4 separate regions of the Mus musculus genome follow, and all the other regions are linked to region 3. A link is a contact called in public Hi-C and promoter capture Hi-C data. All regions are on one chromosome and are shown on one strand. Each heading gives the region's core, a stretch centred on a gene start, on an enhancer-like site or on the middle of the called end of the contact. The rest is flanking DNA. Distances are from core to core; before and after follow the strand shown.

Evidence for each region. Promoter capture Hi-C pulls out the DNA fragments that hold promoters and counts their contacts. Hi-C and Micro-C count contacts between places; a contact is called where the count stands out from the background.
Region 1: a contact with region 3 is called in a Hi-C map of liver, with 1.5 times the contacts expected there. The contact joins two enhancer-like sites. A contact is called at or near these places in 4 of 484 Hi-C or Micro-C datasets (epidermal suprabasal cells, group 2 innate lymphoid cells and liver), 1 of 115 datasets of contacts at active chromatin or transcription factors (the SCID.adh cell line) and 1 of 9 other capture datasets (adipose tissue).
Region 2: a Hi-C map of liver shows a contact between it and region 3, with 2.4 times the contacts expected there. The contact joins two enhancer-like sites. A contact is called at or near these places in 2 of 484 Hi-C or Micro-C datasets (embryonic stem cells and liver).
Region 4: a promoter capture Hi-C map of liver shows a contact between it and region 3, with 3 times the contacts expected there. The contact joins two enhancer-like sites. A contact is called at or near these places in 1 of 39 promoter capture datasets (liver), 1 of 484 Hi-C or Micro-C datasets (epidermal suprabasal cells) and 3 of 115 datasets of contacts at active chromatin or transcription factors (the SCID.adh cell line, double positive thymocytes and memory CD8 T cells).

The regions. Positions count from the first base shown.
Region 1 is chr9:69,179,332-69,186,383 of GRCm38.p6, forward strand. All of the region lies in intron 1 of Rora (RAR-related orphan receptor alpha), which reads left to right. Among named protein-coding and RNA genes, the nearest start is that of Gm46153, 120 kb to the right of the region's middle. Within about 2 kb of position 2,335, at least 24 of the 459 cell types and tissues checked have an H3K27ac peak or open chromatin away from gene starts, as enhancers often do. A contact at or near this core is called in adipose tissue and liver, where this site is marked.
Region 2 is chr9:68,882,943-68,889,855 of GRCm38.p6, forward strand. The region is part of intron 1 of Rora (RAR-related orphan receptor alpha); the gene reads left to right. It overlaps Gm31262 (a long non-coding RNA gene), which reads left to right. Exons shown (of 2, transcript XR_379583.4): 1 at 1-6,913. Among named protein-coding and RNA genes, the nearest start is that of Gm31262, 63 kb to the left of the region's middle. Within about 2 kb of position 1,664, at least 70 of the 459 cell types and tissues checked have an H3K27ac peak or open chromatin away from gene starts, as enhancers often do. A contact at or near this core is called in liver, where this site is marked.
Region 3 is chr9:69,041,721-69,049,327 of GRCm38.p6, forward strand. All of the region lies in intron 1 of Rora (RAR-related orphan receptor alpha), which reads left to right. Among named protein-coding and RNA genes, the nearest start is that of Gm31262, 220 kb to the left of the region's middle. Within about 2 kb of position 3,016, at least 17 of the 459 cell types and tissues checked have an H3K27ac peak or open chromatin away from gene starts, as enhancers often do. A contact at or near this core is called in adipose tissue and liver, where this site is marked.
Region 4 is chr9:69,225,193-69,231,847 of GRCm38.p6, forward strand. All of the region lies in intron 2 of Rora (RAR-related orphan receptor alpha), which reads left to right. Among named protein-coding and RNA genes, the nearest start is that of Gm46153, 77 kb to the right of the region's middle. Within about 2 kb of position 4,944, at least 7 of the 459 cell types and tissues checked have an H3K27ac peak or open chromatin away from gene starts, as enhancers often do. A contact at or near this core is called in liver, where this site is marked.

The DNA.
Region 1 (7,052 bases), core at 1,085-3,584, 140 kb after region 3:
AGGAAGGCCTCACCGCTTGGTGACGGCTGCCTTGGGCTCTCTGCATGATACTCAGGTGTTCCCACTGCAATAAAGTGCAGCCACACCTTACTCTATGGGCCCTTCTCCCAGAGTGTGTGGGGGAGGGGCATGGGAGCTTGTCATTGCTATAGAGCAGCATCATGAGTGGGAATGCTGCCCGCTGACAGCAGAGTAAACGCGTGTTTCTATCCTGGAGGAGCCGTGGATGAGATACCATCGAATATGAATGAAGTTCCCCCCAGGCACCCTTATACATTTATTATAAAGAGCTGGATTTTTGAGATAACAAAAATAACTTAGAAAAATCGGAGGAGAGTCTAAAAAGTTAGATGGGGATATCTCGGGCCATGCTCCTGTATCCTCCTACCAAGCAGGCGGCCTGATTTAAGGAACTCCAGAGCACTACTGCTTTATCCAAATGGGCAGATGTGTTGTGAGTGGAGCACCTTTCTCGGGGAAAGTACAGACAGATCTGAGCAGCACTGTTCACTGTGTGTATGTTCATGTATGCACACATATGTATGCAGGAACATAGTGTGTGCATAATCTTGAACCAGAGAGGTGGAGAGGCAGGAGGATCATCAGAAGTCCAGGACGGCCTGGTCTCAATGGCATTTCCAGGACATCCAGGGTTACAGAGCAAGATCTAGTCTCAATAAACCCCAAAGAAGGTCACATTCTAATGTTCTGTGGTAGCCAGATGCGAGGAGGGGAGGTTTCATCTGTGTTACTGTATGGGGGAGCACGGAGACTAAGAAATCAGGGCCTGTGGGTTTGGAGGCACTGTGCTGAGGGCTCTGTGGCTCTTCCCACTGTCTGTGTTTCTGACTTGCTAGAAAGGATGGTCACAAGCAGAGATACAATAGAGATACAATTCCTAATGCAGAACTCTACAGAAAGCGCCATGATGGTAGCGCCATGATAGTAGGCGTCGTTGCTAATTCACTGGAAGGGACATCTCCTCCTTTTCAGCCTGGCAGCTGCTTGTAAGTGAGAACAGATAGTCACCCCTAGAAACCGGGAGATCCCCACTTTTCTACTGGTACAAATCTTTTAGAAACCCAGGAACCAGTTTCCCATGCTGGTTCCCCACCCCAGAAGCAGGTCGGATTTACCTAGTCGTCTCAGGTTAAAGAGAGAGCTGGCTCGTGTTACATCAATTTAGTTCCAAACCCAGAGGAGTCCAGACTCAATCCCTGGGGAATAAAGCTGCCTCTCTGGTTCTATCCATTTTAGGACAACCAGGTCTTACCTTTGCCCTAGCTTCCCCTCACCATTTTCTTCCACAGCAGAAATAATGTGTTCCGTGGTCCTGGAACAACAGTTTGGTGCATGAATGATTGCCAGAGCACGTTCTAGAGTCTGGGCTCTGAGAATGTTCTGTGGCTCAGATGAGAGTCACAGACATCAGGTATTCAGTGAAGCCAGGCTATCATGTAGTATAAAAGGATGCATCTCACAGCTCTAAAAAAAAAAAAAAAGTCTAGGAATAAATAAGAGCCCATTAGGCTGCTTAAGGCAGGAGGAGCTGGGGCTGGGAGAAGGGTAGGCAGAAAAAAAGGACAGGAAAATGAGCAGAAATCTGAGAAATAGGCTGGAGAAGGCTCAATGAGTTGAATGCAAACATGGGGGCTTGGGTTTGATTGCAGCACTCACATAATGAAGCCAGGAGTGGGGCCATGGGCTGAGGAGGCAGACCCAGGAGGACCCCCAAGGTTCGACAGCCAGCCCTCTAGCTTCCTGGACTAATGCCCACTCTGTGAGAAACTGTCGTTAAAAGCTAGGCAAGGCCAGGGAGGTGGCTCGGTGAATAAGGACACTTGCCTGACAACCTGAGTTCAATCCTAAGGACCCACATAGTGGAAGGAGGGAACCAACTCCTGTAGGCTCTAACTTACACAGGATCACAACATGGCACAGACATGCACAAGAGGACTCACACACACACACACACACACACACACACACACACACACACACACACAGTAAGTAAAATTTAAAAGGCAGACAGTGTCCAAGGAATGACACTGTAGACTGATCCGTGGCTTCTACAAACACATGCACACACAGGAACACATACACAGTGCATGCACATACATGGAGAGAGAGAGAGAGAGAGAGAGAGAGAGAGAGAGAGAGAGAGAGAGAGAGAGAGGAGTGGGAGAAATCTGAGAATGTGCTGGCTTCCTGTTCTTAGCTGCTGGAATTACAGAGTTGTTATGTAATCCAAGCCAGCAGCTTGTGGGGATTTGGCTAATAGTTAACTTAATTTCTCAGGAATGTCCTTTTTTTTTTTTCCCTAAGCAGAAAGAAAGTAGAACTCTGGTCAATGAATCAAATGTTGGGAGGGCCAGCTGGGAGGACCTATTCCCACAGGACCCACCCAGTGCTTGATACTTTACTCTTTTTTTTTTTTTGATACTTTACTCTTTAGTTGCATACTGAGTGCAGGCTAAAAGAATTATTCCCATTAGGAGAGGACGACTCCTGGAGATAAAGGAGCCTTTTACTTTGAATGCCTCCATGAGAAGAAGTAGCAGTTGACAATTCCACCCATACAGTATCTTCCTGTCATTATAAAACTATAATAAAATGATGGCTCACAGTAAGGCTCTAAGACTCTACATAGTAAATAATAATAATAATATGAAGAAGGAGAAGAAGAAGAAGAAGAAGAAAAAGAAGAAGAAGAAGAAGAAAGAAGAAGAAGAAGAAGAAGAAGAAGAAGAAGAAGAAGAAGAAGAAGAAGAAGAAGAAGAAGAAGAAGAAGAAGAAAAAGGACTCATATCAGTGCCAAAGTGAAGGAATTCTTTGCAGCCCAGTGGCTCATCTGCAGTCCAGTGGTCCCAGAGGCCACACCTGTTATCTGGGGCTGGCTGGCTCTGTGGCTGAGACCCCTGGCTGAGTCTCACTTGCTCTGGTGAGTCACTTCTGCTTTCATTACTGGTGATAAAATTCTGAAAGTTTGCCTGCTCCTTCCCTGTCACTTTTCAAGCTGCATTCAAAGCGCCCTTTCGAACAGGACATGAAATATGGAGTGTTAAGGGGAATATTCAAAGTCAAGAGGAAGCTGACTTAGCCGGAATGTTCCATGTGTCTGGGTTCAAAGCTTCCAGCTTTACCAGTTATGGCCTCTGGGGTGACTTGTTTTTTAGGTTGTTACCTTGGAAACTGAGGCATGGGTTTCATCCATGTCAAGAGGGACAGTACCAACGTCATCACTCGAAGATTATTGGGAATACTTAGGTCATGTGGCAGCAGCTTTGGAACACAAGTAGGAAAATCGAGATGTTTGCAGGGGGCACTGTGGTCACACATTCCCCAGTGACAGGGACACATTCTGAAAATTGCATTTTGGATATCCCAACCCCCCCCCCCTTTGCGGTTTTATGCTTCTTTCACTGGGACATAACAAATTCCAGTACAAACTAAGCTATGTTCCTAAGACCTATCCTAGTTGACAAAGTCAAGATTTGAAAGACTAAGACCTCATTACAAACAAGAATTTAAAGAAGAGAGGATGAAATTATTTCCATAAATAAAGATAAAGGAATGTTTCTTTAAATGTGTGTGTGTGTGTGTGTGTGTGTGTGTGTGTGTTTGTGCACATGCATGTGTGTATATACCACAGCACATGTGCAGAGGTCAGAGGACAACTAGAGTTGGTTCTCTCTTACCATGAGGGTCCTGGGGATTGAACTCTCCTCTTCAGGCTTAGTTGCATGTACCTTTACAAACTGAGCCATCTCCTGTGCCCTTAAATGAATATTGTGTACAGGGTGTCTCTGTAACTACTTCCCAAGGTATTGGAACTGCCCTAGTAACACCTTCTTCAGCTGCTGAGGAAATTCCACGATGTTCACAGCCCAGGCAGGAATCACTCACACTTCCTGTGAGGGAGGCATGGCTTCTCAGTTTTCTGGCCATCCCTTTCTAGCTAAAATTATCTTTCTATTATGAAATATTCAGGGACTAGGGATATAGTCTAGTAGAGTACTTGCCTTGCTTGCACTGAATCCTGGGTTCAATCCTCAGCACCCGGTAAGATGGGGGCGATGGCACACACTTACAGTCCCTGGAAATGGAGACAGAGGAACATCAGAAAGTTCAAGGTCATCCTTGGCTATATTGTGAGTGTGAGACAAGCATGGCCTACATGAGGCCCTGTTTGTAAGAACAAGGAAGGAAGGAAGGAAGGAAGGAAGGAAGGAAGGAAGGGAGGGAGGGAGGGAGGGAGGGAGGGAGGGAGGGAGGGAGGGAGGGAGGGAGGGAGGGAGGGGAGGGAGGGAGGGAGAGAGAGAGGGAGGGACGGAGGGAGGGAGGGAGGGAGGGAGAGAGACAGAGACAGAGAGAGAGAGAAAGAAAGAAAGAAAGAAAGAAAGAAAGAGAGGGGGGAGAGGGAAAGAGAGAGGGAGGGAGAGGGAGGGAGGGAGAGAGAGAAAGAAAGGAAAGAAAGAAAGAAAGGAAAGGAAAGGAAGGAAGGAAGGAAGGAAGGAAGGAAGGAAGGAAGTCAGCTGAGCCAATACAGTGTTTTCTATGCAAGCATGCACAGTCTGAGATTCCCAAAACCTACATAGAAAAGAAAAGGGGAAAAAATGTGATGCTGTGCATTTATAATTCAGGTCTGAGGAGGCACAGACAGGAGGATCCCAGGGGGCGTAGGTCTCTAGCCAGTCTGGTCAATCAGTGAACTTGATCCCAGGGGGCATAGGTCTCTAGCCAGTCTGGTCAATCAGTGAACTTCCGATTCACCCACGCTCATCAACAGGTCAACAATAGGTGAACTCTCATACGTCAATACCCAAGCAGTCTTTGGCAAGACTTTGATACATTGTGCCCTTTTCCCATGCTAAATCAAATGCCAATCATGATACTGTTTCATTCAGGAATATTTCCCATTGTGTCCTGTCTGAACTGAAAGCTGCTCTCTCCCTCTCTCTCCCCCTTGTTCCTTTTCAAGGCCACTCAGGAAGGCCTTGTGATTAGCACTGTGTTTTGCCTTCTAAGTCCTGCCACGTCCACAAACTCAATTTTCTGTTCTGTGCTTCTCTAGAGACCTTCCGGTATGGTGAGCATTAAATGTATCTCTCTGTGAACATTAGCAGACTTCGGACTGGTAGATAAAGATGCTAGTTTTCCCAGGAATCAAAACCTAGACAGTGCCTACCTCTTTCCTGCCTTCATTGCAGAGCACTGCATAAAGCGTACTGAGTTAAGCAGGGATAATTTTTCTGATGTAAAGTCTGGTTAGGCTAACTCTTTACCCAATTACACAGCACTGTAGACCCTCGTGAAAGCAGCTAGCTCTGTCACCACTGTCCCCTAGGAAAGGTCAAGGCTGCAATTAGCAGTTGCCATGAGAAACGGGGCCTCACAACGAGATACCTGAAACAATCAAAACAAAGAAAAACAAAGCGATTCTGAATAAGCGTTCCCATTCATTGTTTCATTTTATCTACCCAGTAGCCCTTTGAAATGGGTGTTTCCATACTAGCCTTTTTCTCATGATTAAAATTTTATTTATATACCTTTATTGTAGGTATTTTAGGAGACATAGGCAGGGCAATGAGAAAGTGACCCATCATTTCCTATCTCCTGGAAATAACCACTCTAATTAATTTAGTGTATATATTTTCGATCTGTCTTTTCAATGTGCTTCTTCTTTTTTGGCAAAGATTATTCTCTGGCATTTTGTATCCTTCTGCTTCCCTTGCTTCATGCTGCTAGAACATCCTTCTCTGAGATTTGTGTTATCCCATGATATAGACATCCTTGACCTACATCATCCTCTTTGTTGACACTTGTGTGGCTCCTGCCTTGTGTATCTCTCAAATAAGCAAGGGGGTGATGAAAGGATCTGCATGGACCATGAGTCAAAGATTAATCAATATGGTTATACTTCTTCTATATTTGGTTTTCTTTTAAGTATTTTTTAACTTTATTATTTATATGACTAGACTGTAGCTGTCTTCAGACACACTAGAAGAGGGCATTGGATCCCATTACAGATAGTTGTGAGCTACCATGTGGTTGTTAGGAATTGAACTCAGGACCTCTGGAAGAACAGCCAGTGCTATTAACAGCTGAACCATCTCTTCAGTCCCATCTTTTTTCTTTTCTTTTTAAGGAAGAACTCTCTGTATAGTCTAGGCTAGCCTCCAACTTGTGACAACCCTCCTGTCTCAGTTTCCCTAGTGCTGAGATGACTATCACATGACAGTTAGACTGTCTCAGTTGGGCCATATTTCTAGTGGTAGAATTTTATGATGAAAGAAAACAATTATATCCCTGTTCAATTAGGGAAACTGAGGCACAAACCATTAGTTGCCTTACCCAAAATTACATATCAGGTAATTGACAAAACTAGGAACTCCTGACTCAGAATCTCATAGGGGAAATAGTTTACCCATCGAATCTGACAAATACAAATTCCTGAAAAAATAAATACTTCAGAGATGGAAAAGGGACTCAGGTGTTGTCTTAGTTACTTTTCTATTGCTTTGAAGAAACACCATGACCAAGGTAACTTGTAAGATAATGCATTTAATTTGGGGGCTCGTGGTTACAGAGGGTTAGATTTCATGACCCACATGGTAGGGAGCATTGCACCAGGCAGGCAGTCATGGTGCTGGAGCAGTGGCTAAGAGTTTCCATCTTGGTCAACAACCACAAGGCAGAGAGAGCTAACTGGGAATGGTGTGGGCTTTGATGCATCAAAATCCAGTGACATTGGTTTTTGGTGGTTGTTTATGGGATGGATCTCCAGGTGGGGCAGTCTCTGGATGGTCACTCCTTCAGTCTCTACTCCACACTCTGTAACTCGTTCCATGGGTATTTTGTTCCCCCTTTTAAGAAGGACCAAAGTATCCACACTTAGGTCTTCCTTCATCTTGAGTTTCATGTCTTTTGCGAATTGTATCTTGGGTATTCCAAGCTTCTGGGCTAATATCCACTTATCAGTGAGTGCATATCATGTGAGTTCTTTTGTGATTGGGTTACCTCAGGATGATATCCTTCAGACACATCCATTT
Region 2 (6,913 bases), core at 414-2,913, 160 kb before region 3:
ACTCTGCATCCCAAGGGACATGAGAGCTGACAGTTAGGGCCAGCACTTCAAGCAAAGAGAAAACATGAGCTGTCCTTGGTGGTGGGATACAGTAAGTCTATTTTTGAGAACTGTGCCTTCAAAGAGGCTGATCTGTTAACACATAGACAGGTACCTATTTCCCTCCCCTGGGGGAGAAGCTAACAGGACGCCTCTGCACTGAAAGAGTTAACTCCGTGGCAAGCTAGCCAGTGTAGCACAATGGCGACTTCCTTCTTTTGACTGTAATATGTAAGACCCAAATGCTTTGTCAGCCTCTTGCAGCCCAAGACGTACACAGCCATGAAGTGGATCGTTATTGGCATGCTGTTTCTAAAAGGGAAGCTGGACTCCGAGTTGACTTATTAAGATTTTTCTAGAACATAGTTGTCCCCTTCCCTTGGCTCAGTACTCAGTTTCCAAAGCATTGTTTTCTTCCTTGATTTACATGATGTCTGGGCATTGATCATCTTTAACCCAGCATTGATAGACAAAGGGATCTCACTTGGTAGTCAGGCAAACCAGAGTCAGGTGCTGGGTGAAGCTTCTAGAATGCACTGGATAAGGCTTTTTTGTCTGTATGGAATACTTTAAGTCTCTCCACTGGAGAAGGTCTTGTTTTGGTTTGGGTTTTTTGATGTTGATGTTGTTCCTTCAAATAATTATCTTAAGCTCAGAAGCCACCTGGAACAAACTTCAAACTAATGCTGAGGAAACGGAGGTTAAAGAAGTGAGAGGTTTATATGGTGCGTATCTCTCCAGACCTCCTGCGTCCCTGGCTGCCAGAGGTCCACATGACTCTCTTCTCTCCCATCTCATGTTCCCAAACCTCTCATAAGAGTTTGGAGATGTATTTAGCAACAGTATCACGTGCCCTTTGCCTTTCCTTCTCTGCCTTCTGAACAGCCGCTCTTTACCCAACTCTCCCCCACCAGATTTGTCATCAGTCAGCCAGTTATCGATTCCTTATCCATTTCGCCCTCAACTTTGACCCGCTCAGAGAGTTTGCTGACATCATCTGCCCCACTTACCCCCACATCATCACCTTTGAGCTGAGATCTGGAACTTTCTTTGATGTCATCGGCCTTGTCTTACCCTGACTGTTTCCCTTCAGGAATATTCTCTTGGGTATGATATCAATCCCTGCCTTAGTGTCTCATTAACATTTCTTGACTAGTCACCTAAGACAACTTAATGCCTAGGCTTCGAAATGTGTATGGTTAATGCCTCAAAACGCCCAGTTAACCTTATGTAAACCTGTATCAGCTATGGGGTACGCTGGTGAAAGTGAGATTGGGTAAAACAAACATTCCCATTTAGTAAAAGGAGCGTGTTCTTGTCATCATCATCAAGAAATTCTAACCATCAGATGTGTTTTCCAGAAAGATCTTCTTTAGTTAATAATTTCTGGGGGGAAAAAAACTAATGCTAAGTATAACCCATAATTTTACATCTGTTAAGTGATTTGAACTGTAAAATGTTAACATTCAAAAAAAAAAAAGTTTGCCTTTCCAGCTGTTGATCCTCTCTAAAGAGTTGCAGTTGGCATGCAGGACATCTCTCTGGCAGGCTCACAGAAGCTCTGTGTGCAGGACGCCTCTGTCTTTCTAGCAGGCTCCAGGAAGTTCTATTTTGATGCCTTCCGGGGGCAGGGTAAGTTTTTGTACATAATTCAGCTGCTTTCGCTTCCTTTTAACACACAAAGTCTGGTTAGAATTTACCTCTGTTTACTGCTTTACTTGGAATAGCCAGGTTGTGTTGTCCTCTGTACTTTGAAGGGGGCTACGTTGAAGCTGGAAGGAAGCAGGACCTTCCCGTACCCATTCCCTGTCCCCCACTTTTGCCAGTAATGTAAGACTCCCCTTCCCTTCTTGCCCACATGCACAAACTAGCCCTCGGCCCTCACAGACAGATGGGCAGGAAGTCTTGAGACTGCAGAAGGGACCTGGCTGGCTCAAGTTCCAGCATATATGTGGGGGAAGAAAGAAAGAGCATACGTACAGCCTAGTTTTTAGCTTCCACTGTGGTGAACACCTCCCTCTACGGTGTGCGCATGTAAGTCCCTGAGCCTCAGAGAAGGGCTACCATTCATGCATGCAAACTATGAGGGGGTGGCACTCAGGTGGGGGGGGGGAGGACAGAAATTCTAAATGTGTGAGCTGCCTTTGGGGGAATATGCCTCAGTGGCAGTGTGCTCCCCATTTATTTGAGAACCCGGTCTTCACACACACTCTCTGGGAGCCCTCACAGAGTGTTCTAGTGGAGCCCTGTATGCTGTGAGAATAATTTTTTTCCATCAAACAGTGAGGGGTTTTAATTGCTCAGCAGCCATTTCTCAATGTAAATTATTTTTCATTCCAGGGGTCCATAGAAGATTTAATTTGAAAGAGAATTCTACTGCTTAAGAAAGCATCTTCTTGGTAGCCACCACATGGTGACTTTGAATCTTTCGTCTAGCTCCAGGAGACTGTAAATAACTATAGCAGAATCCAGTGTGGCTGGTTATCACATTTGGAGTCCCCCAGTCCCCCTGAAATCAGCCCAGGCTTACTACCCACAGCCCATCCAAGAATTGTCCTCCCCATAGACTGGGGACCGTAAGAGCTCCAAACTGGCCCTTCTTTCTCTGGGCTACCCACTGTGCTTTCTCATCATCCTGTTTCTCTCACTGAAGGGAAGAGCTGAGCTTTGTCATGCTCATCTCTCCTAGTGTGTCCAGGGTTCTCCAGTATGAACAGAGGCTCTGTGCAGATGGGAACAAGCTCAGGGAGATGTGTAGGGTCTACCAAAGGCACTGAAGCACCTTGGCCTCATGTGCTGGAGGAATGCACACGAGGGAACTTGGCCTAGTAGAAACCCCCAAGGCCAAGCCAACCAACTTCTAGGTCTAACCTCTCCTATAAGATGCTGAGAGACCAGCGGAGCAGCACCCAGCAGATCTCCTTAATTCTATACATAAGAAGGGAATCTCCCATCATTGGTGTGGCTGTTGAGGACCAAACCATTGCACCAGCATCTGCACACATGCATGCTGACACACACACACACACACACACACACACACACACACACACACACACACATCACTCCTCATTCTTTCCATGGAAGGTCAAGAATATGATCTTTAATTAAGCAGGCAAAGTGGTATCCGTGGTATTGTTGCTCCTTCTTCCTTTTCTCTGGCATTTCTCAAAGTTATCGAGGAGAGGGTAATTTGTCCAATGAAGCAAACATTAAGCTTCATTGGTAGGGAGTGTGAATTTGTGCTAATAAAAATGTCCCTCAGTGTCTTCCATTCCAGGGATGGAAGGCTGAGATAATAGGAACTATGAATCTGGTCCTTTTAAATGCAAACTATTATGCAGAATTTATCTATAAGTGTATTTTAAGAAGATAAACATTCAGTGCTCAAGTCTAGCACTGGATTATCTTGTTTTTAAATACATATTTATTTGAATAGCAATGACTCTTGGAAAAATATCTTTTTTGGAGATGATTTTAATCTTAATAAAGGTATTGCTTTCTAGAAGCTGGTAAAAGTTATAACTGTCATATTTGCTTTAATATTTTTAGTAGATGATGCCATTTAAATAAATAAAACATACATACAGACAGACACACACTCACACACACACACACACACACACTCACACACACACACACTCACACACACACACACACTCACACACACACACTCACACACACACAGAGTGGGGGTGGAGGGAGACCTTAAAGACTCATGCCTGGCATATTGAAACACTAGATGGCTGTCAATAAACTACTTTCCTTTTCTGAACATCATTAAGAAAATATTTATTTCACTCTTATGTGTATAGATGTGTTTGAGTGTATTCACATGCAAAGTAAGTATTTGCACAAGCCTGCAGACATCAGAAGGGGTATAGGATCCTTGGAACTGGAGTCACGGAAGGTTGTGAGCTACACTGTGGTTCTGGAAACTGAACCTGGGTCCTCTGACAGAGAAGGAAGCACAGTTATTAACTGTTGAACCAATAAAGGGCTTTCTTCTCAAAACCACAAAGACCCACATTGATATATAAGGTCTATAAGATATAATGCATAGTAGTGTGTGTTATAATCCCAGTGCTGTACAGAGAGAGATGGATGGGTCTCCTGGACTTACTACACAGCCAGTCTAACCTAGCTAGCAAACTCTAAGCCAATGAGAGACCCTTTCTCAAAAAACAAGAGACATGGAACCCGAGGAACAACAAAGTTGATTCCCACCCTCAGGAGTAGACCCCATAATTCAATGCCTGTTCACTTCCAAATTTCTATCACTCTCTTTCTATTTCAAACAAATGAGCTCACATCACATAAGTAAGTGTAGTCAAAAATACCAACATGTTGCCTTCTCTTCTGGGTACCCAACTAACACTTTAAATCAAGATCACTGAGGACAACTGCTTCACACAATCAGCTTACTTTTACATTAGAAGAAAAATTAATTGGCCTGAGGATGAGTTCAATTCCTGCACCTATAATAAAAGCAGCTCATGGGATGTCCTTGTAATCCTAGCATTGGGAGCCAGGGACAGATTGTTAGGCCTTAGTGGCCGGCCAGCCTAGACTACTTGGTAAGTTCCAGGCTAAGAAGATAACTTGTCTCAGAAATAAACGAGGCAGGCAGTATCTAGTGGAATAACACTAGAGATTGTCCTCTGGCCCCCATCTACACTGTATACCTGCACACACACCACATGAGCACATGCAAGAACTGTAATCTAATAATTAGTTGTATTGCTTCCTTCTCTCCCATAAAACCCTTTTGAATGTACCCTGTATTTTGTCAGCTCCTAAAAAGCTCATTTGTGGATAGTTTCGAATTACTTTTGAATTATTTGAAAGTATCTTTTCTATAAGGCATCTGATACAGCAACAGAAGGTGTGTGTCTCCTGTGTGTTTTCAAAGTAGCTGCCCGTAGGACTAGTCTGCTGAAGACTTCAGTGTTGCTGAAATCTAAGCCCTTAAATCCTCAGACCTTTGTGCAGGTATAATTAACATCCAAATAAATACACCGATGAGATATTAAGTGTGCAGTGCAATGAGTTTGCAATGAATGTAGACAACTGTCTACATCTGTATGAGCGCTAAATTAAGCAAGAGACAGAATGCTTCAACCCTCTAGGTGCTCTCCCCTGCAGAGGGCTCCCTTTGATAGCTCCCTGCCTCATATTGGTTCTCTTTATTTCATTATCAAATGTTGAAAAGGGCAAAATGTAGTAAGTAGGGAGATGGCTCTTCACTTTGAACTTGACGCAGAATATTGATTGCTTTCCTTAGAGTGAATGGCCAGAAGTACACTCTTCCTCACTTTGGGGACAGGATTCTGTGTCAGTCGATAGTTGTGGCATGTTCTTCGATGTTACAACTTACCCAGCAGGCTTCTTTGTCTTGTGGGGAAGCTCCAAAGTATGTGAGAAGAAGTCCACACCCAGGCCATCTAGGAGGACTTGAACTGGACCATGAGACCTGGGATGCTGACACTGAGGAGCGGGGTCCCTGTACCATAGACTTCTGACCCAGTGGGGGAAGAAAGCCCCAGCAGTCAAAGGAAAGAGGCTTGTCAGTGGGAGGATGAAGAAGGAGGAGACAGCCACAGAAGAAGGTCCCTTCTCAAAGGTCCCTTCTATCATAGCAGGGTCAAAAGACAGAGAGGGCTTGGCAAGATTCTCACCAGGATACTCTATATAGTCCCCCGACAAACCAAGCAAACTCAACTCCCATGCTGGAAGCAGCACACATTACCATCACCCCCCCTCCCCAACACACACACACACACACACACACACACACACACACACACACACACACGTCCCTATGCCTCTGTCCCTGGACTGCTAACAACCAGCTCAAATTGGCTGATTTCCCCACGTTTGTCATGGAGCCAGCTGCACTGCCTCAGCTGAGCATCTGTAGAAAGGAAAGCAAAGAACCAGGAAGAAAAAAAAAAGACACTTTCAAGTCATTATTCTTCTTCATTTCCCTATTCTCTGCCCCGCCCCTCGCAGGCTCCACTGCCGTGCCTCTTTCTTCGTCGTGTTCTTTATTTAAAAACTCTTTTTATAACAATCTTTCCCTTTATGTGGCGAGAGCCCCTGGCATCCTTCCATGACCTGTCTGCAGAGAGATACTCCTCCCTCCTAATTAGGCCTTTCTTACCCCACTTCCGCTCTTCCTTCTCTTTCTCTCCCTTTTAAAGCTTCTGGCCCTTGACACTCTGAAGCCCCAGTGGAATAACCACACTTGCTAAAATGAAGGGTCCTCAAAAAGGTGATGGAGTTGGCTTTTTCAAGGAACCCTGAAATTCACACAGATCCGTGATTACAATGGACCAGGGTACCTAGTGATGCCAAATTAAGATGTCTCATCCCAATTGTAGATTCACATGCACTCCCCTATACTTGGACCATTTCATGTGTGGATCCTTGTAGATATAAACCATCATTTCTGGGCTATGTCCTTGTAGGTTTGGGGGCAGAAGGGTAGGATCCTGTGCTGTCCCGTTGAGATGATAGAAGGAGCTAGAATCTCCGGGTAAGAGAGCCAGGGATGGAATCAAGACAGGATGATGGACCTAGACACCATTCTCCAGGAGCTTGTGAACCAGTTGTCACAAAGCAAATAGTGTTTGATGCTTGAGAAAGAAGGTGTGGATCTTCTGATCTGCAGAAAGGGTGGACTTAACATCATCTACCTTCTATGTAAGTAGCTCTATTAAGTAGGATTTGAAGTAGCTCAGTCACTATGAGCTACTTTCCCTACTGAAAGTCATGGCTGGAAGTCATGGCTGTGCCACAATTCACCTCGCCCAGAAAATCCCTCACAGGAATGCTCTGGGGCGTCTCTTGAGTGATTCTTCATCTAGTCAAA
Region 3 (7,607 bases), core at 1,766-4,265:
TGTAAGGGTTCAGGGGGAGGCAGCAAGGAAGAGGGACCCAAAACATGAGGTGTTGCTCAGAGCATCGCCAGGGGGCAGCTATGTCAAAACACTATGCTGCTGTTTGCCCTAGGCAATGAAAAGATGGCCTTTCTCTGTGTCTGGGTGTTACTCTGTAGACTGGGCTCTTGCCTGAATCATACACCTGCCCCCCCCCCCAGCCCCCATGCCTTTGTTCTGAAAATGGTGCCTTCCCAAGGGCCTCAGGAAAGGGCTCGCATGCATCCTTCCATTGATAGGTGGTCTTAAGCTGAATGTCATCACCTTGGTAATCTGCTAAAAAAAAATCTAGAGCTCCTGAAAATAACAAGTCTCCTTGCAGTTTGCTGAGTAGAGGCCATTTCTTTCCTGACATAAAACACAGGTAGAGCCTTTGTGATTTCTAGTCCTGTTCCGGAAGAGACCAGGTACATGCAGAGTTGACACTAAGAAGGGTGGTGGCACTGTGCTTTAGGACTGGCCATGCATGTCTAGCACAATGGACAAATCTGATGGCCATACAGTAATTACTACCCTAGATCTTACGGTGACAGATCCTCTCTAACTTGTACCTAATTTGCATTTTGGAGATGCCCAGACAGCACCAAACTCATTGCAATTTCTTCATATTGGGTGGGGGCGTTGTATTGTCTTTTCTTGTTTATGTATTCTGCAGAATCATGAAGCTATCCCTGGCACAGTAGTGAACAAGCTAGGTGTATGTGGTGAGAGGTTAGAAAAAAATGTATGTTCCACGAAACCATTATCCTGGCTGTGGTGTTTAATGGCCCATGGCTTCTTTCATGGCATCTTACTATCACAGAATTCCAAAGGAGATATTGTCATCACTCCAGTTTATAAAGGAGGACACTGATGTTCAATGCCACCCAAGTAGCCTATGTTAGAACTTGGACTTGAATATGGACTATTTAGGTCTTACACCATATTCTCTCAACCATTCTGCCTCCCTCCCTGGATATTACAGTCTTCCCAGAGATTCGAGACTCAGGCACATGATGGGTCACACACATACAAATGTGTGCACACACACACACACACACTTGTAATAAAATATCAAATGTATACTCATGTCATCAGAATTTAGAAGGGGTCAAATTTATGATAATTAAAAAAGTAAAAAAGGTAGTGCTTGGTGGGTTTGGCACCTCAAGAGAAATTGTAGACCTATATAGCTAGAGGATAGACCTATATATCTAGAGGATAGACCTATATATAGCTAGAGGATAGACCTATATATAGCTAGAGGATAGATCTATATATAGCTAGAGGAAAGACCTATAGCTAGAGGAGAACAAAGAGAAAGACTCAGCCGTCTACAGTCAAGAAATAGAAAGACAAAGTCAGAATGGAACAGAAGGATGAAGGGCAGGGAACAGGGCAGACAGGTGAGAGGGAGGATCTAGGTAAGGATATGAACTTGAATCCGATTTCCCCACTTAATGCAACCTGGTCGATGGATGATGACTTTCGGTAGATTTCTACCCCCATAAAGATCAAAATTATGAGAACTCTCCCCTCTCCTGTACTCTTGTCTTCAGTAGAGAGATAAATGAATGAAATTAGATATATTAGGGTCCAGCTATCTCAGGATATACTGGAAACTTTAACAGCTAGTCACTTAAGCAAAACAGCAGTTAACAGACAATCATAAGTTTGAGCTGCTATGATAGCCATGCTGTGTGGGCAGGATGTGGTTCCAGCTCCCTTCTGTCATTCCTGGTCTTTACCCTCATGTATTCAAGATGGCTCATGTTCCAGGAACTAGACTAAAGAAAGAGGAAAGTAAAGAGATAGGAAAACAACATCCCATTTTTGCTCAGAACTAGGGGAATTTCCAATGTGTGAAACTTTCAATGGAAAAATCAGGAAAGTCTCTCACACACCAAATGAGTTAGGAATCAACTTTCACCTGAGTTCTAGGTGAACTGAACAATCATATATCCTATTTGTTATAACTTACTCATAGGGTCACATGTAGCTGCAAGAGAGGCTGGAAGATATAAATATATAATATGATATTTAATTTTGGCATGTGCCCACCTAAAGTCATTCTATGGAACAAAACATATTAGGCCATAACTGTTTTTTTAATAATATTCAAATCTTTGGTGAAAGAGAACATCTTTTACCATTTATGTCAGGCATAGAAGCTCTTCAAATACATTCCCAAAAGACGGGCTATGTGCATTTTCTACTACTATACTAGATGCAAGGTCTCTCTTTTCCTAGTAGGCACATCTGAGAGTATTATTTGTTTCACACAGCCTTGAATACTGTTAGTTTCATTTTGAAAAGTATCAAATAGTACAGGGATGTCTTGCGACACCCCAACTGTTGATTGCAACATACCATTATGGCCAGACATGGAAATGCAGATGTGCGTTAGCAGATTGCCAGATAGCTTTGAGTTCAAGAGTTATGTAGCTTCATCTAGAGGCTGGAGTGTCTCTCTCCCTAAATACCAAATAAGGAAGAGATAAATCTCCAGATCAGGAATTCTATATTTAAATATAGATGTGTTTGACTGTGGGCTCTAGAAAACTCCACTATAGAAAACTCGAGTAGCTGGGCCAATCTTGCCCTAATTTAACTAGCTCGTGAGAATTCCAGAAATCATTTGTAGGGGAAAATCTGCTTTGTGTCCTGGTCCCTGGAGATGTAATGTCAACAGTCCAGCTGGCGTTATCAGAAGGGATGAACTAATGGACACTGGAGGAGGCATAAGGGCATCTAGCCCTGCCCTGTAGACACGCCATTGAGCTGTGGTCCATGCTGGGGTGGCGTCTCCATACAAAACACCCCAAATCAGATAGACCACATCTACCTTGTGGATGTTCTAGTTTAAGGACAAAGATCAGATCAGGGCAGGATGAGACCCAGGAGGAGAATTGAATATGGCAATGTTTGGAAACTCATCCACGAGGAGAAAACCTGAGGTGTTGTCCCTCATGCCCATGTAAATCTCGAATTTTCCATGAATCAACTAGACACTTGCCATGTGTTTCCCATCACATTTTGTGCTGTTTTCTTGTGTACCCTGGAGCTTCCAGCTTTCAGAGAATAAACATTCCAGAGGCATTAGTCTGCTCATGTGAATTTCAGAGCTCTGAGGAGGGAAAAGATGGGGATGAGATACACTCATCCAGGAGACGGCTTTACTCGCCTGGAAGGATGTATCAAATCATGAAGGCTTTCCGTTGGCCTCAGCCACTGAGACGGGCGCAAAAGCCTGGGAGCTCTGGTGGCCAGCCAGTGGTTGGGGAGGTATGAAAAACAATATATTTGCACCAATTAAGAAGTAAAGAGCTGTAATATAGTATACACAGCCATCAGAGTAATGTTTTCAAAGATTACTTAATGACATAATAAACTGTTCTTGATGCAGCGTTAAGTGGAAAAATAAAGATCTAAAACTGTGTGGATAGAATAATTGCAATTTTATCAATTTCTGGATAAAGGGAAAAGAAGACTAGAAGGAAATCAAAAATGATAGTAAAGAGGCTTGAGAGATCATGGCGTATCCATTCAGAGCATAAACCACTCAGACTGAAAACGCAAATTTGGATTCCAGTACCTACATTTGGCAGCTCACAGCCGCCTTTATCTCTAGCAACAGGGGACTCCACACCCTCTTCTGGCCTCTGTGAGTATTGCATTCACATCTGCATATTCTTACACATAGACATACACAGTATGTAGGCAAATTTTAGAATAAAATAAACCTTTAAAAAAATGTCAGCCGAGTCCCATGACGAGCATCTCCAGTCCAGGCCCTGCCCTTTTGGTTGATTGCCTCATAAATGACAACAGCTCATGGAAGAACTTACCGAATCTTTCCATGTGCTGTCCGGGGCTGCTTGGGCTTCCTTAGAATCAGATGACTCTGGAAAGAGTCATGTTTAGAGCCCTTTAGCTTTGTGATGTCTTTCCATTTTCATCCTTATTATCTCAGGGCTCTGAGGAGATCAGAGTTCTTTGCTGGTAAAATGGACCCATGGGGAGGTAGAAATTCATATACTCATTTCTTGGTATCTGAGTCATATTGAGAAATATCCCTTCACACTGGAGTCCTTCATATAAAACAGTCCCATGCAAGACAATCTACGCACATGTTCCCATGTGCTTTAAATCAACTCTCCATCACATCTGATACCGGATGTAAGATAAGTGCTGTGTAGACAGTTCTACCGTATTCTAAAGGGAATAATGACCCAAGACTAACGTGCACATTCTCTGCAAAGTCATCCATCTGAGGCACACTGTGTTTCCATTCGGGCTTGGCTGCATTGAAGAGCGCAGAGCCTAAGAACACAAAGTGCTGTCTGCACCTGTGAGGTGTGATCTGCAGAGCCAGAGATAGCTGCGCTTACTCCCACTATCCTCTGCTCCCTGCTCCCTGACAGATGACGTGGCTGAAGAAACCCTTCCCCATGTGTGAGAGAGACAGAGAGAGAGAGAGAGAGAGAGAGAGAGAGAGAGAGAGAGAGAGAGAGAGTCAGAGTTGCAGAGGCGCTGACTAATAAGCCAGGGCCCCAGAAACAGTGCCCTACTGAATTCCATTTGCTCAAAGGTGTAGATCCATCCCAGGGGAGATGAAGACTCCATGCTATAAGTCTCTGGGGAAGCTCCTCACCCCCACCCAGGCAATAATCTAAGTGGGCATCTGTGAAGGTGATGTCTGGACCAAGTTGGGCCTCTCCATTGCACTTCATTCTCACCCCCATCCCCACGGGGTTGCAAGATTTGGGTGTCAGGCAGGTAGGGAGACCTAATGCTGTCTTTGCAGGACTCCTGGAAACCCTTGAGTGAGCTAGTAACCATTTGGATATTGCAAGATGAAAGTAAATGAGTTGCCTCGAGACCATAATGAATGCAAATGGGTTGTGTACCTTTCCACAGGTTAGGGGGAGTCTAGAGCTGGTGGCAAGGGTTGTCAGAACATGAGAGGGAATCAGCATCAATGGGAATCTGGAAGGAGGGAGGGAAGGGAAATGTAAAGTGGTCCTTAGAGCAGCTATTAAGGGAGAACTCTCTTTCATCACCACCTTCCTGGGCTTGTAATCAAGTCTCTGATGTGTTCTGTCACTGGCCTCCTCGGAGACTTCTTTTCCAGGACCTCAGCTCCAAAGGGGCTGGCCCAGAGGAATAGCTCACCCATGTAGTTCTCGGCGGGGCGCTCAGCACCCAGTGTCCTCCAGCTGCCTAGGGAAGATACTGGAAGGAAACAGACCAATTACTGTGGCACGGTCTAGTTTTGCCCTCCTCTCTCCTCCTCTCCCCACCTTAGACTCTCATTCTAGAACCGTCTACATGTCTGTAGCCAAACCAAAGACTTTTCCCTGCTTGCAGGCGACCATTTAATTGGCAGGAACATTTCCTCTTCTCATGCCTCTCTACCTACCCACTGATGCAGGTGCTTGGAGTCTCAGCTGATGGGACTACACCTCTTCTGAGCTTGACTCTCCTCAAACAGCATCCCCTGCACAGCCCCTACATGCTACCCATCCAATGTGCTGTCTCAGTCTGACATCTCTTACTTTCAGACCTCCTTCTCAGAGCTATCTGTTCATTCTCTACCACTCCTGGGTACCACCTATTCCTCACCCTTGTAAACCTGCACCATGAAATCCCAGATCAAATTTGTATTGGTGAGGCTAGAGAGACAGCTCAGTGGCTAAGGGCTGATCTTCCTCTCCATCAGCTCTGACTCCAGGCAGCTGCCTGCACTGGGTAGGTAGAGAGGCAGCAGGAGAGCGGGAGCTCCTGCAAACCTAATGCTTGCAACCTACTTGCAAGCAGGGGAATCTTTGGTTCTGATTCCCAAAACCCATGTTAAGTGGCTCATGTAACTCCACCTCCCGGGAACCCTGTGTCCTCTTTTCTGACCTCTTTGAGCATCAGGTACATATGTGGGGCATCCACAAACATGCAGGCAAATGCTCATACACATAAAAAAACCCTAAAAATTAATCATGCAAATCTTAAATAAAAGAAAGACAAAAACAACGTAGAACTAGTTTTTGAATGGACACAAATCTGACTTACTTCCTCCAGTATGAAGAGAATGTGTAGTACATGCCAGCCCCAGTACCGTTTTGTATCTGGCTGCTGATAAAACATATACAACAGTAATAACATGAGTGTTCTGGCTGCTATGGAGTCTTTAAGAATGCTGACTGACTGAGCAGCTATGATAAACAAGTGGATAACCCCTAGGTTCATGGGGAGCAAACATCTACACCAGGACCTGGCCTCTTCCAGTGGACCTGACTCAGTTCCTCAGGACCCTCTGTCTCCCCACAGGCTATAAGTCCCCATGTCACTGCAGTGGGAACATGGTCTGATAACACGAATGATGGTCCCCCCAGAAGCCTAGCCATGCACAGCCTTTAGAATTAGTTCAAGGGCACAGCAGATAGAAGAGATTTTTTTTCCAGACTGTGCTCTGGAAACACAATCATCTTTTGTAATCTTGGAGAAAACTTCCAAACAGTAGGTGGACGTTGTCAGACAGAGCCTCTCCTGCATTCTAGGCTGGCCCTCCAACTCAATGCATAGCCAAAGATGACCTTGAACTTCTGATCCTCCCTGTTCCTCCATCCAAGGGCCAGGCTTAAGTGTGGAGCACCTAGCTCAGTTTTATGAGTCCAGGTAGCAGACCCAGGGCTTCCAGAATGCTAGGCAAGCACTTTACCCATTGAGGTACATACACCCCCATCCCTACACAACATCTTTTCCTACCAGCCCCTAAACCCTCCAAACTCTCATTCCATATTTCACTTGTACAAGCTGAAGCCTTTTATGTCAATAACAGTGTTGGCTTCATATGTTTCTTTCCTAAGTAACACATAATTAATGTAACACATTATGTATTAATATAAGCCATGTCCATTACTAATATATGTAAGTAATCAGAGTCTTCTGGTTGATAAATATTTCAACTTAAACAACTGAGCAAAGGATAATTCTCTCCAGGAGGCTATCTCGGGTAAATACTTAGGCAACCCTATAGTAGAAACATTAGGTATCTATTCCAATGTCGGCGCTGTGTGAACCCAGCGTTCACAGGTGTAATCCCAAGACTCAGGAAATGGAGGAGGGAGGATGTAGGGTTCAAGGTCATCTTCCTCCTAGACACAGAAAGTTCAAGGCCAGGCTGAGCTACAGTGAGACCCTGTCTCAACAACAAAAGAAAAGAAAAGAAAAGAAAAGAAAAGGAAAGGAAAGGAAAGGAAAGGAAAGGAAAGGAAAGGAAAGGAAAAGAAAAGAAAAGAAAAGAAAAGAAAAGAAAAGAAAAGAAAAGAAAAGAAAAGAGGTGAGAGGGAAGGAAGGAAGGAAGGAAGGAAGGAAGGAAGGAAGGAAGGAAGGAAAGATTTGGGTGGAGGGCAGGTCAGGCACTCTGAAGTCACACACTTATGTTTGGAGTTACATTCATGGTAATAATACTGTGAGATTGGTTTTGAATCAGATTCATAGTTACATCCTTACAAAGTACTCTCTCTCCATTAGTTCATGGGAGGGGGTACAGTCCATCTACTCAATTAAGTACCTCTCCTTCCACAGTATAG
Region 4 (6,655 bases), core at 3,694-6,193, 190 kb after region 3:
ACTTTAACGAAAGATTGGTGTGGGAGGAGGGTGTGGGAAGCTGGTACCAACTGTGGGGATGCTTCCAGAGGCCTCTGGGAATGGAGGTCTTCTATGCATGAGGGTATCAATGTGAAGAGGAAAGGGGTTACACATGGGGGGGGGATACAGATGGGCTTATATCATAGGAAACCATTGCCTATTGGGGGGTAACCAAAATCTATTACATCACAGCAGAAAAAGCAGGAGAATTTGCCAGGCAGCATAAGGGAAAGTAGCCCAGTCACAAGCAGGGACCTTTCTGAGCTCAGAGTCTGCAGAGTGAGTTCTGATCCAGTGAGGCAATGGTGCAGAAGGGTATCTGAGAAGGAGTAAGCTTGTGAAGTTCTCCTTGCTGGAGTTGGCTTGATCTCAACTGTGTCCTTTGGGCTGGCCTAGATGGCCATCCTTCAGACTGGACACATCCAGACACAACGGCTTTCTCGCCTCTTGGTTCTCAGAGGTGAACGTGCCTGGTATGCAGGGTGTGCCTTTAGCATCAGCAGCAAGTCCCAACACATAGTTTCAGAGAAAAGTCCTGTTTATTTCCATGCAAAGATAGGGCCCTAGTAACAGCCAGTGCCTCCTATTCCCTCCCCAACCTTAGGCCTTCAGCTTTCCAGTCTGCAAGTTTCTCTCTATTCCTGCTGATAGCAATAGTGGCCTGTTGTTAGAAGGTTGCAGTCCAAAGCCGAGTAACACTTGTATTGGAAAAGGTAGAGCCATTGCAGCAGAAGACACCCAGATTGGAGTCTTGCTGCTCTCTGTTCTATAACTTGGAGCCCGTGCTATAACCGCTGAGTCTCGGTTTTCTAATCTATCAGATGGGGCTAAAAATACCACCCAAAACCTTGTGACAAGAGTAAATGATCAGTTCTTAAAGATTAGACTAGACATTGATGTCTAAAACTAAAATGCTCTGTTTTAGCAAGGGGATGGCAAACCTTCTACTTTGTTTGGGAAGATAATTTGCATAAAAATCTAACCGGCACCATGTTCTCCTCCCCAAGGGCCTGAGAAAAGATCTGAAAACTCCTCTCTAGGACTCCACAAATCAGCTAGCTCCTGGTTTCAACTCACTGGAAAAGAGACTATTCCTCCTCCTCTCCCTCCCCTTCTTCCTCTTCCTCCTCTTCCTCCTCCTCCTCCTCCTCCTCCCCCCTCCCCCTCCCCCTCCCCCTCTCCCTCTTCCTCTTCCAGGGCCACTCACATAGAGAAAGCCTTCTCACCCTCCTGCAGGATTTCCATGGATATCCCCCTGCATGCCCCCTCTCCAGCTCTGCATCTCAAAGTTAGTGCAGGAGTGTGAACAGGAGCCTTGCCTGGAAACCACTTCAGATAGAAGTGCTGCAATTCATGCACGCTCTGCCCTGCCCCAATCCCAGCCCCAGAGGGCTTTCTTGGACCTCCTTCTCTGGGGCCACTTCATGAATAAGCTGAAGTTGGAATGCCCTCCTGAGGTGGATGTATAAAAACCAGCAGCAGCCTGAGAGCCAAGGTAGAAGGCAGACATGTTCCCAAGCGAGCGATCTCAATAGAGAAAAGCTTCTTTGATCTTCTGGAAACTTCCTGAAGCCTGTGCTGAATATTTGTTTGTTTTGTGGCAACTGAACTTTTTTTTTTTTTTTTTTTTTTTTTTTTTTTTTTGGCTCTTTAGTGCATGGCTGTCTGTTTCTCTGTGTAAAAGGAAAATGTGTTTTTTCAGTAATGATACTCACTCTCAGAACCCCAGCACCCACTTCTAAAGATGATTTTCATCATTGAGATAAAGCTTTTGCTAACTCCTGGAACCCAAAAAGATCAAAGCTGTGGCTGGTGCCAGTGGCTGGAGCTCACCTCCCAGAGCCTGACTGTGGTGCATGCACACACCTCAAAATGTGTGACCAGAAACTTCTAGGTTTAGTTTATGCTCTGGAGACTAAATCCCAGATGGGAGAGGATATGCATAATGCCAATATATACAATCACGTGTAAATGTCAAAAACAACAACAACAAACCCATCTGTTGGCCAAAGTCTGTGTCAAGGTGAATCTGCTACCTCAGTGCCTTTGATGGGGGTGGGGGAACTGGTTCAAAGAGCCAGTCCAAGGCAGGGGGAAATGCCCAGGGGCAAGATGGGGGATCTGTGTCAGGAGAGATCAGATCTCCTACAGAAGGTAGAGGGTAGTTTTAAAGTCTTTCCTCTTGGCCTCCTTTCTGGTAGATGTATATCAACCCCGTAAAAGCAGCATACAGCGTCAGGCTGGTTGACAACGTCTAAAACAGAATGTTCTGAAGTTGGGAGAGTCACACATGGCATGTCAGGGCTAAGGTGCTTGGCAGAGTTTTCAGTTACACAGAAAGTGGTTTGCTTTGCTTTGGTTGTATGCCCCACCCCCATAGTGTGTAAGTCTCTGGGGTCTCTAGCTTTCTGTTGTGTCTGACCCCCTCAAAGTGTAGACACTGCAATAAAAGCTAAGATATCTCTCTCTCTCTCTCTCTCTCTCTCTCTCTCTCTCTCTCTCTCTCTCTCTCTCTCTCTCTCTCTCTCTCTCTTCCCGTGGCTTGTGAGCACAGGAGGGAAGTGTCACGTGTTAGGAGCAAGAATTTTGTGTGCCAGTGATCTTTTTTTTTTCCTGGAAGCAACTGGAAACCAACTTAGTGACACTTAAGTCCTTCACCTGCTCCACGACTGTAGCCAGTGTGTGTGAGTCAGAATGGTACCAACAGAGCTCTTGGCTGAACAGCCATAAGAGTTGCAGGCTCCGACTTGGAGTGGGAAATGGTGTACCATGTTCAGAGTCATGGCAACGTGAACTTGGCAGTCCCGTTTGCTTCTGAGATTACAAGCATTTGCTGGCCAAAAGCACCTGTGATGGCTTTGACCTCAGAGTGGGATGCAGATTGAGAAAGCATTCTTCGGGAGTTGGCAACAGGCTTGTGCCCTGCTACCAGCTGCAAGGTTAAGCGGTAAGTGTGTGGTAGAGTTACCTTGCTTGGCTCCTCTGCCTCTGTGTGCTCAGCACAACTACACCAGGGATTGATTGCTGGGAGTCTCTTCCCTCTGCCACCTAAAGAGTCGGGATGCCTACAGAGTGTAAAGGATGGATAGGCCTTTGTTTTCATCATCAGACTAGGCTAATTATAAATAAAAATAAGAGCCTTTTCCAAGGTAAATGGGGACAGATTCTCTTCCTGGGAAGGCTGGTTTTTAGGAGATGGATATGGTCAGATTTCATGACAAACATGCTTTAACATGTGTGCCCTTCTTAGAATATGCTGCATTTGTCCCCCTCATGAGTTATGACAACCTGTTTTCTGTGCTTACTCTGTAAGGTGGCTTTTCCCACCTCAGTCCTTCTGCACAAACGTTTACACAGGGCACACAAAAGATCAGTTACCATGCTTTCCCATAATTAAAAAATATGAACTTAAGCCCAATATTTTGCTAGCCAGATTTGCAAAGAAAATGATCTATGTACACCAAAGGCTTGAATTTCCCTGCCAAGCCTGGTGACCTGACTTGGATCTCTAAGACCCACATCACGGGAGGAATTCTGAAAGTTGTCCTCTAATTACCACACAAATACCTATTGTGGTGTGTATACATGCACACGTGCACGCGCGCGCACACACACACTAAATTAATCTAAAAAAGAAATCATAAAAATTAAGAACAAAATGAAGTTAAGAAATGATATAATCTAAGCATCTCTACTAAGCCCAAAGCCCAAAACCTCTGGAGCACAGCCTGCCACATCTAGAATGTTCTACACCTGACCTCATTGAGATAGAAAGGCAGGCACATTTTAAAAATTGCTGTATAGAATTACCTATTTATAAGTATATGCAAATATGCCCAAAATATCAGAAATCCTGCACACTCCTGATTGCCTGCATTTCAGATAAAGCCTCCGCAGCCTGAGATGAAGGCTCCTCTGACCCCCGTCAAAGTTCACAGTGAGTTCTACTGAGGCCAGGAGGCCTGAATGTTTTCACGTGTTTAAAGCGGAGTGGAAGGAACTAGGGGCAGGGGCAAGGACAGGAGGCTCCTTGGAGTGGTGCTGGCCAGCTGAATCACTGAGCTCCCGGCTCAGTGAAAGACTCCATCTCAAACGTATGGTGGTAAGTGACGGAGAAAGGCACCCAGTGTCAGCTTCTGGCCTCCATGTGCATGCTCACTCGTGGGCACGCACACTCAGATACTATTACACAAAAAGCAAGTGGAATGCACACGAAAGTTTTAATTTACCCAACCTCTATCAGGACTGTATTCAGAAGACACCCACATCCTCCCTTGTACACAAAGGAGACACTGGTCTGTTGTGCTAACTCCTCCCAGCATCTGCCTCCGGTAAAGTCATCCTCTCTGGTCTCTGTTCCCCATCCCCATTATATAAGACTCGGTGACTACACACCTCTCTCCACAGCCACCTGCCCTGGCAACCTGCAATACCTACCTCCCTCCTCCTCCTCCTCCTCTTCTTCCTCCTCCTCCTCCTCCCCTGATCCCTGAGGTCAACCCACCTGCCTCTGGAGTATGAGCCCACGGGTCCTGAGGACAGCTATGGTAGGCAGAAGCTGATGCTTTGGCTATGCCCAGTGAGGGTAGGCTTGAACACAGATAAGTCTCTATTTAAATAATGGGTGGCCTCCCCAGTGTGGACTCCCCTTTCGAAAACACCCCACGTGATGTTTTCAAGTACGTTTTGGACCTAATGCAATTTCTAAAGCCTTTCTCTTTCTGAAAAGTTTTGTTCCTTGGAAAAACCTCTGCGATCAAAACACAGACAGTACCACAGCAAGGATGAGAATTTGAAGGTTGTAGCTCCACCCACTGTTCTCACGTGATTTCCATTCTTGCCTTCTCACTCTTGCCTCACTCAGGACCATGGGCCCTTTGCTCGGTTTGTGCAATAACTGCTAGCAATGAACAGTTAGCAATGAATCTGCTAAGTGATTATGCCAAGGTTTGACCAAGGAAAAAGGGGCGGGATCCCCAAGTCCACACAGCGTTGCTGGCTTTACAACCAGGTGCACTCTCTCCTGGTTCAGGCCTCCAAGCTTGTGTGGCACCTCCTGAGTCTGAACCTGAGCATGTTTCGGGAGTGCAGAGACTAAAGGAAGAAGCTCACGAAGCAAATCTAAGCACAAAGGGACCATAGAGAAACGCCTAGGAAGCACAGAAATGGAGCCTAGAGTTAGTACAGTGTACATAGGAAGTTTAGCAGTCGTGGTCATGGAATGTACTAGAACTAATGGAACAACCACATGGCCTTCAAGGCCACACCACCCAAGTAAATTTTAAATGGAAATGGCTAATTTCACTTCTTGCTAGACTCTTCTTCTATCATAAATATTTCCTACCACCAGTTACCTGGTTCAAAAATGCATGTGGAAGAACATGCCTGCGTGGATGCTGTGATTTCTAGTCTTTGTCTCCTTCTCGGTCCTTAATTAAGTGCTGCTGCCACCCTGAGAAGCTAGTCATTACCACTGGGTGAGGAAACGGAGTCCCAGAGGAGCTATGTGACTTGCCCAAGCATACGAGCCAGACAGGCCAGGCAGGGTGAGGTTTTCCAGTTTCTGACACCCACACCCCATGCGCAATCCAGCCCTGTCACCGTGACTTTGGCGCAGGAAGTAAAGAAACAAACAAGCAGCAATTACATCGCTTTTTGTTTCCGGGGAGCAATGGATTCTTCCAAATCAATACCTAGACATGGGAAGAGAAACGTATTGTCACAGGTTATTGGAAGGGAGAAGGGAAGCTCAGGCTTAGCCGTTGCTCTTCCTGAAATAGCAAGCCACTCTTTAATCTCCCCTTGAGAACATGTCTGCTCAGATCTAATTCAACATGATTGTCATGGCTCTCTCTGGGCCCTGGGAATTCAAAGGTGACACCACGACCCCCATGTGTTAAAGATAAAAAACCCAAACAGGTGATAACGTATGACATGAATTATAATAGAAATGCCCATACACTGAGAAATATGGACGCTCAGAAGAGGAAAAATTGCCCTTCCAGAGGATTCAGCGAAAACTCCATGGACAAACTGACTGACCTCTTTGGTGGTGGTTGTTTTTGGCTTTCTGAGACCACTATGCAACCCAAGCTGGCCTAGGACTTGCATCAATCCTCCCGCTTCTGCATCTTGTGTACTGGGGATTATAGGTGTGTGCCACCAAAGCCACCATGCATAGCTATGATGACACTGAAACTGAGGATAAGCAGCAGTTTCCTCATTGGGAACAATGGAAAAGATCATCTGGTGAGTTACGATTTCAGCTTCCATCCCTGTCTTCCAACATCACCTTCTCCAGAATTTACAGCATGGAAGCCTTTGAACAGCCACAGCACCCTAGTGGCAACTGAGCTCGGGGTTCTTGAAGCTGCCTCTGTAATTAGAACACAGAAAATGTCACAGCAACATCCTTTGAGGTGTCTGTCCCTGTAGTTTCTCAGGTCACACAGAAGGCCAAGGCCTTGACGAGGTTTCAGAGAATCCCCGGGTCTGAGAATTCAAGGGGGATGTGCTGTCCTACTTTGCTTCCTGTTACTGTGAAGAAACGCCATGCCCAAAAGCAACCTGAGAAAGCAAAGGGCTATGTCACCTTACAGCTTCTAGGCCATCAGAAAGGAACCTGGGGAGGGGA